Linked DNA regions of Pan troglodytes: region 2 is linked to region 1. Evidence: chromatin contacts called from public capture Hi-C data. All regions are on one chromosome and are shown on one strand. The core of a region is the stretch at or near the end of the contact, and the rest is flanking DNA. Distances in the headings are between cores, read along the strand shown. Region 1 overlaps DDAH1 (dimethylarginine dimethylaminohydrolase 1). Region 2 has its middle 31 kb from the start of BCL10.

The links. Capture Hi-C pulls out chosen DNA fragments and counts their contacts.
Region 2: a contact with region 1 is called in a capture Hi-C map of stem cell-derived neural stem cells, with 4 times the contacts expected there. The contact joins two enhancer-like sites. A contact is called at or near these places in 1 of 7 Hi-C or Micro-C datasets (stem cell-derived neural progenitor cells), 1 of 1 datasets of contacts at active chromatin or transcription factors (stem cell-derived excitatory neurons) and 1 of 1 other capture datasets (stem cell-derived neural stem cells).

What each region holds. Positions count from the first base shown.
Region 1 is chr1:145,497,857-145,504,470 of NHGRI_mPanTro3-v2.0_pri, forward strand. The region is part of intron 1 of DDAH1 (dimethylarginine dimethylaminohydrolase 1); the gene reads left to right. Among named protein-coding and RNA genes, the nearest start is that of DDAH1, 8.0 kb to the left of the region's middle. Within about 2 kb of position 3,410, at least 4 of the 24 cell types and tissues checked have an H3K27ac peak or open chromatin away from gene starts, as enhancers often do. A contact at or near this core is called in stem cell-derived neural progenitor cells and stem cell-derived neural stem cells, where this site is marked.
Region 2 is chr1:145,760,874-145,767,098 of NHGRI_mPanTro3-v2.0_pri, forward strand. No RefSeq gene overlaps it. Among named protein-coding and RNA genes, the nearest start is that of BCL10, 31 kb to the right of the region's middle. Within about 2 kb of position 3,283, at least 7 of the 24 cell types and tissues checked have an H3K27ac peak or open chromatin away from gene starts, as enhancers often do. A contact at or near this core is called in stem cell-derived neural progenitor cells and stem cell-derived neural stem cells, where this site is marked.

The sequences.
Region 1 (6,614 bases), core at 2,160-4,659:
CGTGGGAACTCTTATCTGTTTATTTTCTCCACTTGGCATCTATCCACAGGAAGCCAGCATTCCTAACTCCCTTACCTTAGAGAACTTCTTGTTTTGTGATAACACAGTAACATTTTATTGGAAAGGACTGGAAGGCACCTCTCCCACCACACCCTGCAATCCATCTTCTAGAGATGATTGAGCAATATGAAATATAATAATTGTAAGTCATTATCAAATGGCTTGGCTCCAGATTGAGAGAATCATCAATTAACCTCTGCCTTTCGTGTTTTATTTCTGGAGATACCTGTCTCTTAACCGACCACTAACATCACACACAGCACATCCAGAATTTAGAAAGGATTTGCTCTGGGCACAGTAGATGAGCACACAGATTCTACAGAGAGATTGAAGTGATCTATTTGTGACAAATTTTTGCAAGTCTTGGGGACTGAGTGTAAGGGAGTATTCAAGCAGTTGGACTTACTATGTGAAAGAAGACATAAGACATATTTACTGCTCAGCCTGATGCCTGGCACATAGTAAGTGCTTAATTACGATTATTCCTACTGCCAAGCACCACCATTATCTTTACTTTCAGTGCAATTAACATAGAATGAGCTAGTCTTATTCTCTAGAGAATACTTTCTATTCTTTAGAACTCTAGTTATCAAATCAATAAAATTCTTTGGTATATGGTATATAGGTGATATGATTAAAAGGATCCATCCAGCCAGGTATTCTGGCTGCACTGAGACACCAGTGACTATCTAAAAAACCACTCAAATGGGCTTACCTCTCATGGCACTGGGACTTTGCCTACAGGCAGTGGTGAGCCATGTGAGGTTTTGCTTTGGTTTCCTCATCTATGAGTTGATAGGATTGCACCAGCTCAGGAGTGGTACACTCAAGTGCCCCAGGAATCAGAGAGGTAAAAAATGCCATGCCTGAGGGTTAGTGCCGGCTGACACTTGGCCTTAGCACTTGGGAGACATAGGAATAGTTGGAAGCATCTATGGGGCCTGGGCTTTGCCTCCCATTGGCTAAGTGGTTAGTATACACAATCTCATCTGATCTTTATAAACAACTCTGTAGGATGAATATTTTATTTCCATTAAAAAGATGAGAAAATTGAAGCTTTGCTAGATGTCAGTTATTGGTGCAAGGGGGCAGGGTTGTTAAGGTAGAGCAGAATACCTGTTTCAAAGACCATTCCTTTCAGGGAGAGCATGGTATTTGTCCTTCATGAAATCTGCCTTCAAGTTCAGGAAGTTGCCTGCAACTTCTTGACTTCCCCTTAACAACTGACTGTGAATCTGTCACTTAAATATTGTTCTAAATGTGTCTTTAGCTTGTGTTTTCAGTAATTGTGGCCCACAGTTTCTTAATGAGAGTCTGGTAATAAACAAGTTAAACAATGAAAAAGGGTTCTCTCCTTAGGGTCCTTGCCTGAGCTTGTTTCTGTTTCCTCTGGGAGGAAAAAAGAAAGAGATGTGTCAGAACAGAGGTGGAACTTCTCAGAGATTGAGAGATCCGTCTACTGTAACTTAGTCATCACCATCAATTTTGTTACCTGAGGCAGGCAGAGCTGCTACCTCCCACAGCCTGTGGTTATCCTCACAACAGAGTTACTAAGCACGGAGCCCTCCAGGCCCCTGCCAAGCACACCCTGCATGTGCCTTACGCAAGGTGTCCCTGAGCATTGAATGTTGGGTGGGGTGGGGGTTGCCCAAGGTTATGGCAATAAAGAAAAAACATAGTGCCAGGTGCTTCTCTGAAATCATTTACCCCTTCTTTTGTAGTTAGGTTTTGGCTTTCAAAAGACGAAAAAAAAAAAGCTTATAAACAGTTCAATCTAAAAGGACAAAGGCAATATGTATTGTATGCTTAAAATTTCCAAGGCTCTGGAAAATGTCTTTGGGAGAATTAGAAAGTGTAGTCTATATGCTAAAGCATTGCAGACCCAGAAGATAGATGATTCAGTTCATTCTAATAAACATGACATGTATGGCATGCTGCATGCTAGGCAGCAATGCAAAGAGGAATAATATATGGACTTTGCTTCATGGCTCTAGCTGCCTAGGGGAGATGCAGATGCTTAAACAGATAATACAATACTGTGGATTAAAGCTCTAGAAGCCGTGCAGCTTTGGGAGTACAGACAAGGGATGTCCAACTCTGAGTCTCACCCTTTAAAGATGTGAGGTCTTGTTAGTGTGTATATTTTTATGGATGAGAGGGATTGGGCACAGTTATTCCCTAACATACACATTCCCTTTGAAGCTGGGGACTGCAAGGAATGTGCACATTCCTGAGAGATTAGAAAACATCTAAAAGTGAGAACTTTCAGGTGAGCCTCTTAAAATGCATTGATTACAGATGGGACCGACCCTTTGGGTGCTATTGAAAATTCTTATTATTATGGATCCTTCTTTCAGAAGGGGAAAGAGAAGGGAAGTGACATTTACAGGGTACCGCCATGGGCCAAACGCCTTACAGGTTCATGTTCAGGGGAGCCCTCTGAGATGAGCTTTTTGACATCTTTCTAAGCTTAGGGAATGAAGGCTCAGAGAAGTTAAGCAACTTGTCCAGGATCAAACAGTTAGAATGTGACCAAACAAGGATTCTAATCCAGGCCTGTCTGACTCCAAGTTCCGTCCTTTTTCTACATTTCTGCTACACAGTCCTAATTCCTTGAGTTTTCACTCCCTGTATGAGTGTTTGCCATTTTTCTCTCTTTTTTTTTTTTTTGTTACCACCACTTCGCCTTTATAGAGCCAGCCCTTTACACGTTCCTTAGCACTTTCAGGTGCACTGATTTGAAGTCTTTGAGCCACTGATGACTCTAGCTTTTAAAAGGAGGTACAGATTAAAGTGAATGGGATCATTGCCATCACGTGAACATTCCTGTCACCATCAGTTTGATCAGAGAACAGGCATGGTGATAGCCTGCACTTATCTTTGCTTCTTTGCTAGGCACTGGGCAGAATGATTTAGACATATGGAATCTCTGTTTTCCAGGGACAGATGACAGATTCCAGAGGAAATGGTGCAGTATAATTAAAAATAACTAAGGAAGTATGATTTTCTTATTTTGTGTTTGAAAAATGGTTGGGAGTTGCCACGGGCAGTCTGAGGCTGCACTAGAGTACTATGCTGTAACCTGGAAGACTGCTTTGAGAAGGAAGTTAGATGACTATATGAAGAAGGTGTTAGATAAGTGCACTGAGATGTGTGTGTGTGTGTGTGTGTGTGTGTGTGTGTGACAGTGTGTGTGCTGGAGAAGGGAGGTTAAGGATCAAAGGTATGGAATAAGCAAGGGAGAGAAGGCTCAGAAACAAAAATAGAAAATATCAGGCATCAGGAGAAGAAAGGCTGAACTCTTTGTAGAGGCTTTGAGGCCACGTGGTAGCAAGAAAGAATGCAGGGGTCAGAGGGTACACTTGCTATGGTGCGACTCAGGTTAACCACCTAATCTCACGGGGCCTCAGTCTCGTCGGTGGTAAAACAGAAATAATAATATCTCAAGAATTATTGGGAGGATTGAATGAAGTCTTGTTTCAGCTCTCCAGAAACTGAGATGTGCCCTACAAATGTTTGTGATCAGCGTCAGCTTGGTTTAAATCTGAAGCTCCTGGAGAGCCTTTGGGAGGGGAGGGTCACATTCTGTGGTGAATAGAGAAAGTCAGCAGTCACTGTGAGCATGGGGTATAGCGAGTGATAAGGAAGAACTGACTTAGCAAGACTAGGTTGTGGAAACAAGAGAAGCTGAAGAGCAACCGTGAATTAGGACATTCTCATGGATTCATTTCTTGTTATCACCACTGATCCAGACTCCCTCCACCTTTCTTTCCTCTGGGCTTCCTGCACTTTCATTGCTCTGCTATTTTGAATAGAGGAGAAGTCCTTGAGTCCCAGTTCAGGAGAAGCAACTAGAAAGGGCCAGCGTGCATAGCTGGGCCATCCTGCAAATGCTTTTTCCAAGAGCTGCAACCCTGAAAACTGGGGCCAGAGAAGGAGGTGGAGGACGAAGATGGGGTTGGAAACAAACTCAGGGAAAACTTCTGAAGTGACAGAAAGTGAGAATTGAGACAATTTCTGCCTGAAATCACCTCTCCAGCTATTAGTCATTAACCCACCTGGAACCAAATGCAGTTAATTTAGCACCATGTTGGAAAGCTTAGAACATGAACCACATCCTAGGGCCAGGTTTTGATCCTTTGTAAAGGCTTCTCTTTTGGAACACAATTTGGTGTCAGTACACAGGAACTAACAAGTGTGCTGAGTTGTGAGTCATCAGCAGTCTGCTTTCCTCCAGAACATCATGGGAAAAGAATGGGCAGACTGCTTCAGATAAAACCTGGACCCACTCAAACTCTTACTGTAGACTGGAAACAAAACAAATTGACTTTAAAAAGAATGTTTTAAAAATCTGATTGAACTCAGAAAGGAGACCTAAGCCTCTGTTCTTTGGTTTCAATGTGGATCTGAAGTCTTGTTTTGTTTACTGTTCAGTCTTCGGGCAATTGCATCAGGTGTTATTTACAACTCAGTAGATTCTTGGGGAGTTCACACAGGCCTTTTAAAGCACATTTGTGAAATGATTGCACCATACTAGGGTTTGGGGATACAAAGATGACAGATGTGTTCCCTGACTTTGAGGACGACACAGTCTAGAGGAGAGCTTGCATAAATAGTGTGTATATAATGAGTGACTTCATAAAGGTACAGTATACATGAGCTGCTTTAGGAGCCCTGCCTGAACACTGCCCCACACTGGGGTGAAGTCTTCTTGTCACACTGGATGGTGCTGCTCTTGAGACTTCCAGAGCTCCCTCCATAAAGCTTGGAAGGGCAAGCTGTGTTTTTCTCTGCTTGGATATAATTTATTATGCTTTGGACATAGTATCAGCAAAGACTTGAGGATCCTTTAATAAGGATCCTTTAATTATGAACTCTCATTCATAAGGAATTGCATATTTTTATTTTAAATGTCTTTGCACTTCCCTTTGGTAAGCAATCTAGGGTTCCTAATGTGCATAGCCTTTTGGGTAAACGTGTGTCTTCTGGTGTTCTAATGATAGCTAGTGAATGTGTGAATTATATTCTTGGCCTTACTTGAAATGATGCGAGGTTTCTGTTGTATAGTGTTAAAGGTGAGCCTGATTATTTGAAGCCCTTCCCTAGGCAGTGGGCACAGTGGATAAGAAGGGAAAGCATATTGGGTAAAATGACAGTGCTCCAGGATTCCATTACATTTAGTGGCATTTTGGGATATTGTTTTATTTGATTCCACTGTTGTTCATGATATGCCATCTGTCTTTATTTCCTTTCCTTTGTTTGCTTTGGGTTTAATTTTCTCTTATTTGTCTAGTTTCTTAATATGGAAGCTGAGGTCACTGGTTGAAAACATTTTCTCTCTATTATAAGCACTTAATGCTATAAATTTCCCTCTACTCCTGCTTCAGCTGCATCCCACATATTTTGACATGTTTTTATTTTTAATCTGTTTAAAAGACTTTCTAATTTCCTTTTTGATTTTTTTTGACTCAGGTTATTTAGAAGTGTGTTATTTAGGATATTTGGATATTTTCCAGGTATGGTTCTGTTATTTATTTCTAGCTTCATTTTATTGTGGTCAGAAAATAAACTGTGTTTAACTTGAATTCTTTTATACTTCTTGAGACTGGTTTTATGACCCAGAATATAGTCCATCTTGAAAAGAATGTCTAGTCTACTATTGTGGGTGGAGTGGTCCATACATGTCAGTTAGGCAAAATTGTTTGATAGTGTTGATTTTTTTGTCTACCTATTCTTTGGATAATTGAGAGAGGAATATTGAAATCTCCAACTACAATTATGAATATGTCTATTTTTCTTTTTAGTTCTGTTAGGTTTTGCTTGATGTATTTTGAACTTCTGTTGTTAGATGGATAAACATTTAGAATTGCTATATCCTCTGGATAAATTGACTCATCTGTGATTATGAAATGACTCTTTCATTTCATAATTAGTCTGTTTTCACGCTGCTGATAAAGACATACCTGAGACTGGGCAATTTAAAAAAGAAAGAAGTTTATTGGACTTACAGTCCCACATGGCTGAAGAGGCCTCACAATCACAGTGGAAGGCAAAAAGGAGCAAGTCACATCTTACATGGATGGCACCAAGCAAAAAGAGAGCTTGTGCAGAGAAACTCCCATTTTTAAAACCATTGGATCTTGTGAGACCCATCACTATCACAAGAATAGCACGGGAAATACCCGCCCCCATGATTCAATCATCTCCCACCAGGTCCCTCCCACAATACGTGGGAATTATGGAAGCTACAAGGTGAGATTTGGGTGGGGACACAGAGCCAAACCATATCATTGATGGTTAATTTTATGTGTTAAATTTGACAGGGCTACAGGGTCCCAGATGTTTGGTTGAACATTCTGAGTGTGTCTGTGTGGGTGTTTTTGGATGAGGTTAACATTTGAATCAGTAGACTGAGTAAAGCAGATGGTGCTCTCTGATGTGGGTGGGCCTCATCCAATCAGCTGAAGGCCTGAATAGAACAATAAGACTGACTCTTCTGTATGAGGTAATTCTTCCTACCTGATTACCTTTGAGCTGAGATGTGAGGTTTCTTC
Region 2 (6,225 bases), core at 2,033-4,532, 260 kb after region 1:
CCGAGATCACACCACTGCACTCCAATCTGGGTGACAGAGTGAAACCTCATCTCAAAAAAAAAAAAGAATTCAGCAAGATTTTAAGATAAAAGATCAATATATTAAAAATTGTGTTTCTACACATTTGCAGTGAACAATTCCAAAAATAAGATTAAGAAAACAATTCCATTTATAATTGCATTCGAAAGAATAAAACACTTAGCAATAAATTTAGTAAAAGTCCAAAACTTATTCTCCGATAATTACAAAACATTGTTGAAAGAAGTTAAATATCTAAATAGATGGAAAAACTGCTTATGTTCATGTATTAGAAGACTTAATATTGTTAGGATGACAACACTCCTCAAGTTGATAAACAGATTAAATGCAAGCCCAATTAGAATCCCAGCTGGCTGCTTTGTAGAAACTGACAGGCTGATTCTAAATTTCACATGGAATTACAAGGGGCCTCAAATAGCCAAAACAATATTGAAAAGAAGAATAAGCTTGGGGGACTCGCACTCCCAATTTCAAAACTTTAAAAGCAACAGTAATCAAGACAATGCAGTACTGGTGTAAAGATAAACATATAGATGAATGGAATAGAATTGAAAGTCCAGAAATAAGTCCATGTCTCTATGGTCAACTGATTTTCAACAAGGGTACCACGACTATTCAGAGGGGAAAGGACAGTCTTCTCAACTGCTGCTGGGACAACTGGATACCCACATATCCAGCAAAAGAATGAATGAAGTTGGATCCTTTCTTCACACCATATACAAAAAGTAACTCAAAATGAATCAAAGACCTAAATATAAGAGCTAAAATATAAAACTCAGAAGAAAACTTAGTGATAAATTTTCATAACCTCAGAATTGCCACTTACATATGACACCAAAAGCACAAGCAACAAAAGAAAAACTAAATTGAACAACATCAAAATTTAAAACTTGTGCTTCAAAAGACACTGTCAAGAAAAGGAAAGACAGGCACGGTAGTGCACACCTATAGTCTCAGCTTCTCGGGAGGGTGAGGCAGGAGGATCCCTTGAGCCCAGGAGTTCGAGGCTGCAGTAAGCTATGATCTCACCATTGCACTCCAGCCTGGGTGACAAAGTGAGACCCCATCTCTTAAAAAACAAACAACTGAAAAGATAACCCACTGAACCAGAGAAAACATTTGCAAATTATATATCTGATAAGGGACTTCTATCTAAAATACATAATGAACTCTTACAGCTTGATAATAGAAAAGACAGTTTGAAAACAGGCAAAGGATCAGAGACATTTTTCCAAAGAAGATATACAAATGGCCAACAGCCACATGAAAAAGATGTTTGACATCATCAGTCATCAGGGATGTGCACATCAAAATCACAATGAGATATCACGTCATACCCACTAGAATGGCTAGAATCAGAGTCAGGTAATAGCAAACATTGGTAAGGAGGTGGAGAAATCATACCCTCCTGATGAGAATGTCAAATGCAGCCACTGTGGAAAACACTCTGGCAGTTCCTTAAACACCTACACATTGAGTTACCATATGATCCAGCAATTCCACTCCCTGGAATATACCTAAGAGAAATGAAAGCATATGCCCCCACCAAGGCTTGTACATGAATGTTTACAGCAATTATTTAAAATAACCAAAGGGTGCAAACAACCCGTGTATACCAACTAATGAATGGATAAATGAAATGGATGCCAACTGATGAACAGATGAACAAAAATATCCATACAACGGGATATTATTCAGGTGTAAAAAGGAATGAAGTACTGAACATGCTTCAACATGAATAAACCTTGAAAACATTATGCTAAGTGAAAGAAGCCAGTCACAAAAGACCACATATTATATGAAATGTCCAGGATAAGTAAATCTGTAGAGACAGAAAATAGAATAGTGATTGCTTTGGAGGGGAGGGTGCAAGGAGGGAGGAGAGGGAGGAAAAGGGAGTGATAACTAAGGGTAGAGGGTTCTTTTTGTGGTGATGAAAATTGATGTGGTTATCGTTGCATATATCTGTGAACATGCATAAAATCATTGAATTGCACATTTTAAATGGGTGAAGTGTTTGGTATATGAATTATATCTCAATAAAGCTGGTTTTTAAAATGACAGCAATAATTCTCTTTGTCCTCTTCATATCTCAAAGGGTGGTTGGGAACATCAAATGAGAGGATTTATATAAAAGTACTTGGTACTCTATGCAGTGCTATACAAATGTAGCCTATTATAGTATTGAATGGGATTAATCAGCTTTTCACCAGCACCTGTCAGTACAAAACTCCGAAGCTGCCATTCCTAAAACTACCTTCGCCCCCAATTAGAATTCCTTTTCTTTAGTGGTTAAAACTCATTGACAGAGCCCAACCCTTGAAATAGTGCTGCGTAATAATTGTTTATGGAATGCTTCTTACCTTCATAGCCTTTAGAAAAAAAGAAAATAACGTTTCTTTTATATGTTTTCCTAAGACTCAACTCAAGTGTGTGTAATTACCACACATACCAAGCTCCTCATTATGTCAGCCCTGGAGCCCACGTGGCCATTATAATAATTTGCTAACTGGCAATTGTTCCTTTCTTCTCACAGTCCCAACCCCAGTCTTACATTTTGGCCATTGCTCTGCCCTTCTGAACTGGGGTGAATAGCAGTGTGAAGGCAAAGGGGATGAGAATGAAATATGCTCCAAGTGGCAAGTTTGAGAGTAGTATAGACAGAAGCTGGTCCTTGGCCAGGTGAGCCTATGAGTGCAACACCAACGCAGCATTTACACCTGGGACAAGGAGGGGCGGAACAAGTCCCCTATGCAAAACTGAGGCCCAGAGAGACTCAGTCACCAGGAAAAGTCACACCGCTAGTGGGTGTGGTACTAGGGCTCAAACTCTGTGTTTGGCAGCATTACTCTACACCGCCCATTGAAAAACAGGTGCCCTACGAAAGTTCCAAAATTACTGCACATCAAAGTATCTTCAAAATGTATAAAATGTTTCCTACCTCTGCTTTTCCATATGAATGCCGATCCGACAGTGCATGTTGCCCCTTTTCCCCAGAGGCATCTTTTGATTTAGCCTCAAAAACAAAGGAAATCCGAATATCCATGTTTGCCGACCTTAGCTTTTGCAGAAAAATTGTGGAGTAACAGCGCCCTCGGGTGAGTCACTCGCGTTTTCTCAGCCGGCCTTTGAGCGCGGAGAAGTGGGGCTAAGAATGCCGCCGCTGCCCCCTGGTGGGCTTTGGACGCCTGGGCCCTCCTTACTGAGTAAAGGGCGTCTTCCCAGGATCTGCCTGCCTATGGGCCCGCGGAGTCACCTGGGAGACCCATTCCCAGTCCTGGCCTAGGCAGATCCTGAGGCGTGGCCTCTCCCACCTCAGCTGAAACCAATTAGCTGAAACCAAAATTGGAATCAAAGCCCTTGGCAGGGGGTGTTTTAAGATCCACACACGCTGGGACCTGGGAAGGCCTGAAGGCTTCGTGGCCAGAATCCCCTGCTGCCACCTATCTCTGGGCCCAAGCCTATGTTTCCTCCCCTGGAGCAGCGGCTCTTTAGCTAAGGGATTGTTCCCTTTTTGGAAAAAAAAAAAATCACCAAGCTCTAGGGTTGAGGTATGGGTAGCAACACTCTAATTAGTTATTTATATCTTAGTGTGAAATACGTTCATCTGACCCTTACCTGGTAGCAGGTGTTTCAGGGGAAAAGAAAGAATCTAAGAATAATGAGAGCCTACAGTAGGCAGGGAAGGCAAGGGGAGAGAAAGGGAGAAGAAAGGGAGGAACGGCAATGGGGAGGGGAGGACAAGGGAAGGGAAGCGAGGGGAAGTGAGGGGAGAGGAGGGAAGGAGAAAGGAAGGGAGGGAAGCAGAGGACAGAGGAGGAGAGAGGAGAGGGGTGGGGAGGAGGCCAGCTAGACCCTTCTGCAGTCTCACTCAGTCCTCATTGCCCTAGTCTAGGCTTCAAATGCGTAAAGAATTTGCAAGTGCACTCTTGTTCAATTCGCAAGACATTTCAGGGCTCCCACGGACTCCCACCATTGCTTAGTGTATTACTCTGAGTTCTCCAGAGAAACAGAACCAGAACCAATAGAAAAAATATATATCTCATATATATGAATTACTATATATGCAATATATATGACTTACTATAAGGAATTGGCTCATGGGATTATAGAGGTTGACAAGTCCCAGATCTGCTGTCAACACACTGCAGATCCAGGAGAGATGATGGTGTAAGTTCCAGTTCAAATCTGAATGCAGAGGAAGACCAATGTCTCAGCCCAAAGGCAGCCAGGCAGAAAAAGAAAATCCATCCTTACTCAGCCTCTCAGTCTATTCAGGCCTTCAACAGACAATAAAGTCCACTCACACTGGGAGTGGGAGGGCTCTGTTTTCCTCAGTCCACTCATTCACAGGTGATCTTAACCAGAAACACCCTCATAGACACACACAAAATCACCTTAATCAAGTATCTGGGCACCCCATGGCCCAGTCAAGTGCACACATGCAATTACCCTCCCATTTGGCAGTAGCAGCACCTGTCGGCCACGCTACCTTCTGGTTGCTTGTGCCAGGCTGCTCTCCCACTAGACAGTAGAGGCTGAGGGCAGAAACAGCCTTTTCTAGCACAAGATCCCGGTATCTAGCACAAGAACTAACACAGGAAATGGTAAGTGCTCAGGATGTTTTAAAACTGCAAAAATGGACAAATGAACAAATGCACATACCTGGGCCCAATATAAAGAAAATATAGGCCAGGCACAGTGGCTCATGCCTGTAATCTCAGCACTTTGGGAGGCCAAGGCAGGTGGATCACTTGAGGTCAGGAGTTCGAGACCAGCCTAGCAACATGGCGAAACCCTGTCTCTACTAAAAATGCAAAAAGCAGCCGGCCATGGTGGTGCACACTTGTAATCTCAGTTAGTTGGGAGGCTGAGGCAGGTGGATCACTTGAATCCGGGAGGCGGAGGTTGCAGTGAGCCGAGATTGCACCCAGCCATATAGTAGTTGTCTCATTATACATCTATGTCCTTTATAGAGGACAGTGAGCTCCTTGAGTTAGGAGCCAAGTAGGTCACTGCATCCCCAGTGCTAAGTATGATGTTTGACACATAGTTGGTGCTCAGTAAATATTTGGTGACCCAGAGATGAATAGACCAATCAGTGAGGGAGAGAATGAAGCCAGCCAGCTGTCTCCCCAGAGATGGGGCGGGCTCAGATTCTCATTTGGAGCTAACTAAGAGTTACTCTTACCTGTGGTCAGGATCAGAGACAGGCTTTTACAAACTGGTATCCTGATATTCTCTTCAAACAGATTTGAGAAACCTTTGTAAAATTCCAATCTTGCTGCCTGTCACCACAGTTATCCAGAAACTGTCAAAAGCAATAGGACTCCTTGGGGGGAAAGCCAGGAAGGCTGTACAATTACTGCTGTCTGTCAGGAGACTATGACAGCACCTTGGGCCCTTCCAGGGGCGGATGAAAGTTCTGATTTCTTCCTACTGGAGGTAAAAACAAGAAAAAAAAAAGTTCTGATTAGGTGGACTCTGTCTCACCTAGCAAGCCTGCTGGGCTGACTGGAGAGCTGCCCTAATGCTGGGAGACAGGTTTCCAGAACAATCTGGAGCAGAGTGAAGAGATCCGGCTCGACTTAATTGTACTTACCTACTAAAAAGTCTCTGCTGCTCAGAAAATGCAAGAAAGAGAAATCTACCTTTTGGGTTTCTGTGCCTCAGTTTTGCTTGTAAAAATATTAACAATGGGCCAGGCGCGGTAGTTCATGCCTGTAATTCCAGCACTTTGGGAGGCTGAGGTGGGCAGATCATATGGTCAGAAGAGCAAGACCATCCTGGCCAACATGGTGAAACCCCGTCTCTACTAAAATACAAAAAGTTAGCCAGGCGTGGTGGTGCGTGCCTGTGGTCCCAGCTACTTGGGAGGCTGAGGTAGAGGAATCGCTTGAACCCTGGAGGCAGACGTTGCAGTAAGCCAAGATCGCGCCACTGCACTCCAACCTGGGCGACAGAGCGAGATTCTGTCTCAAAAAAATAAAATAAAATAAAATAACGAAGGCCCCAGGGAGAGTCACAGGCAAGTGAAGAGAAGCTGTTGGGTAGGTACAGAGCTTTCACAGAAGCTTAGGGAGCACAGCAACCCCCAGCTCCTCAGGTGGGAGAGAAAAGCAAACCTCTGGTTAGCCAAGTTTTCTGCCAGCTCACAGAGACCGTACTGGGTAGCAATGAAGATGT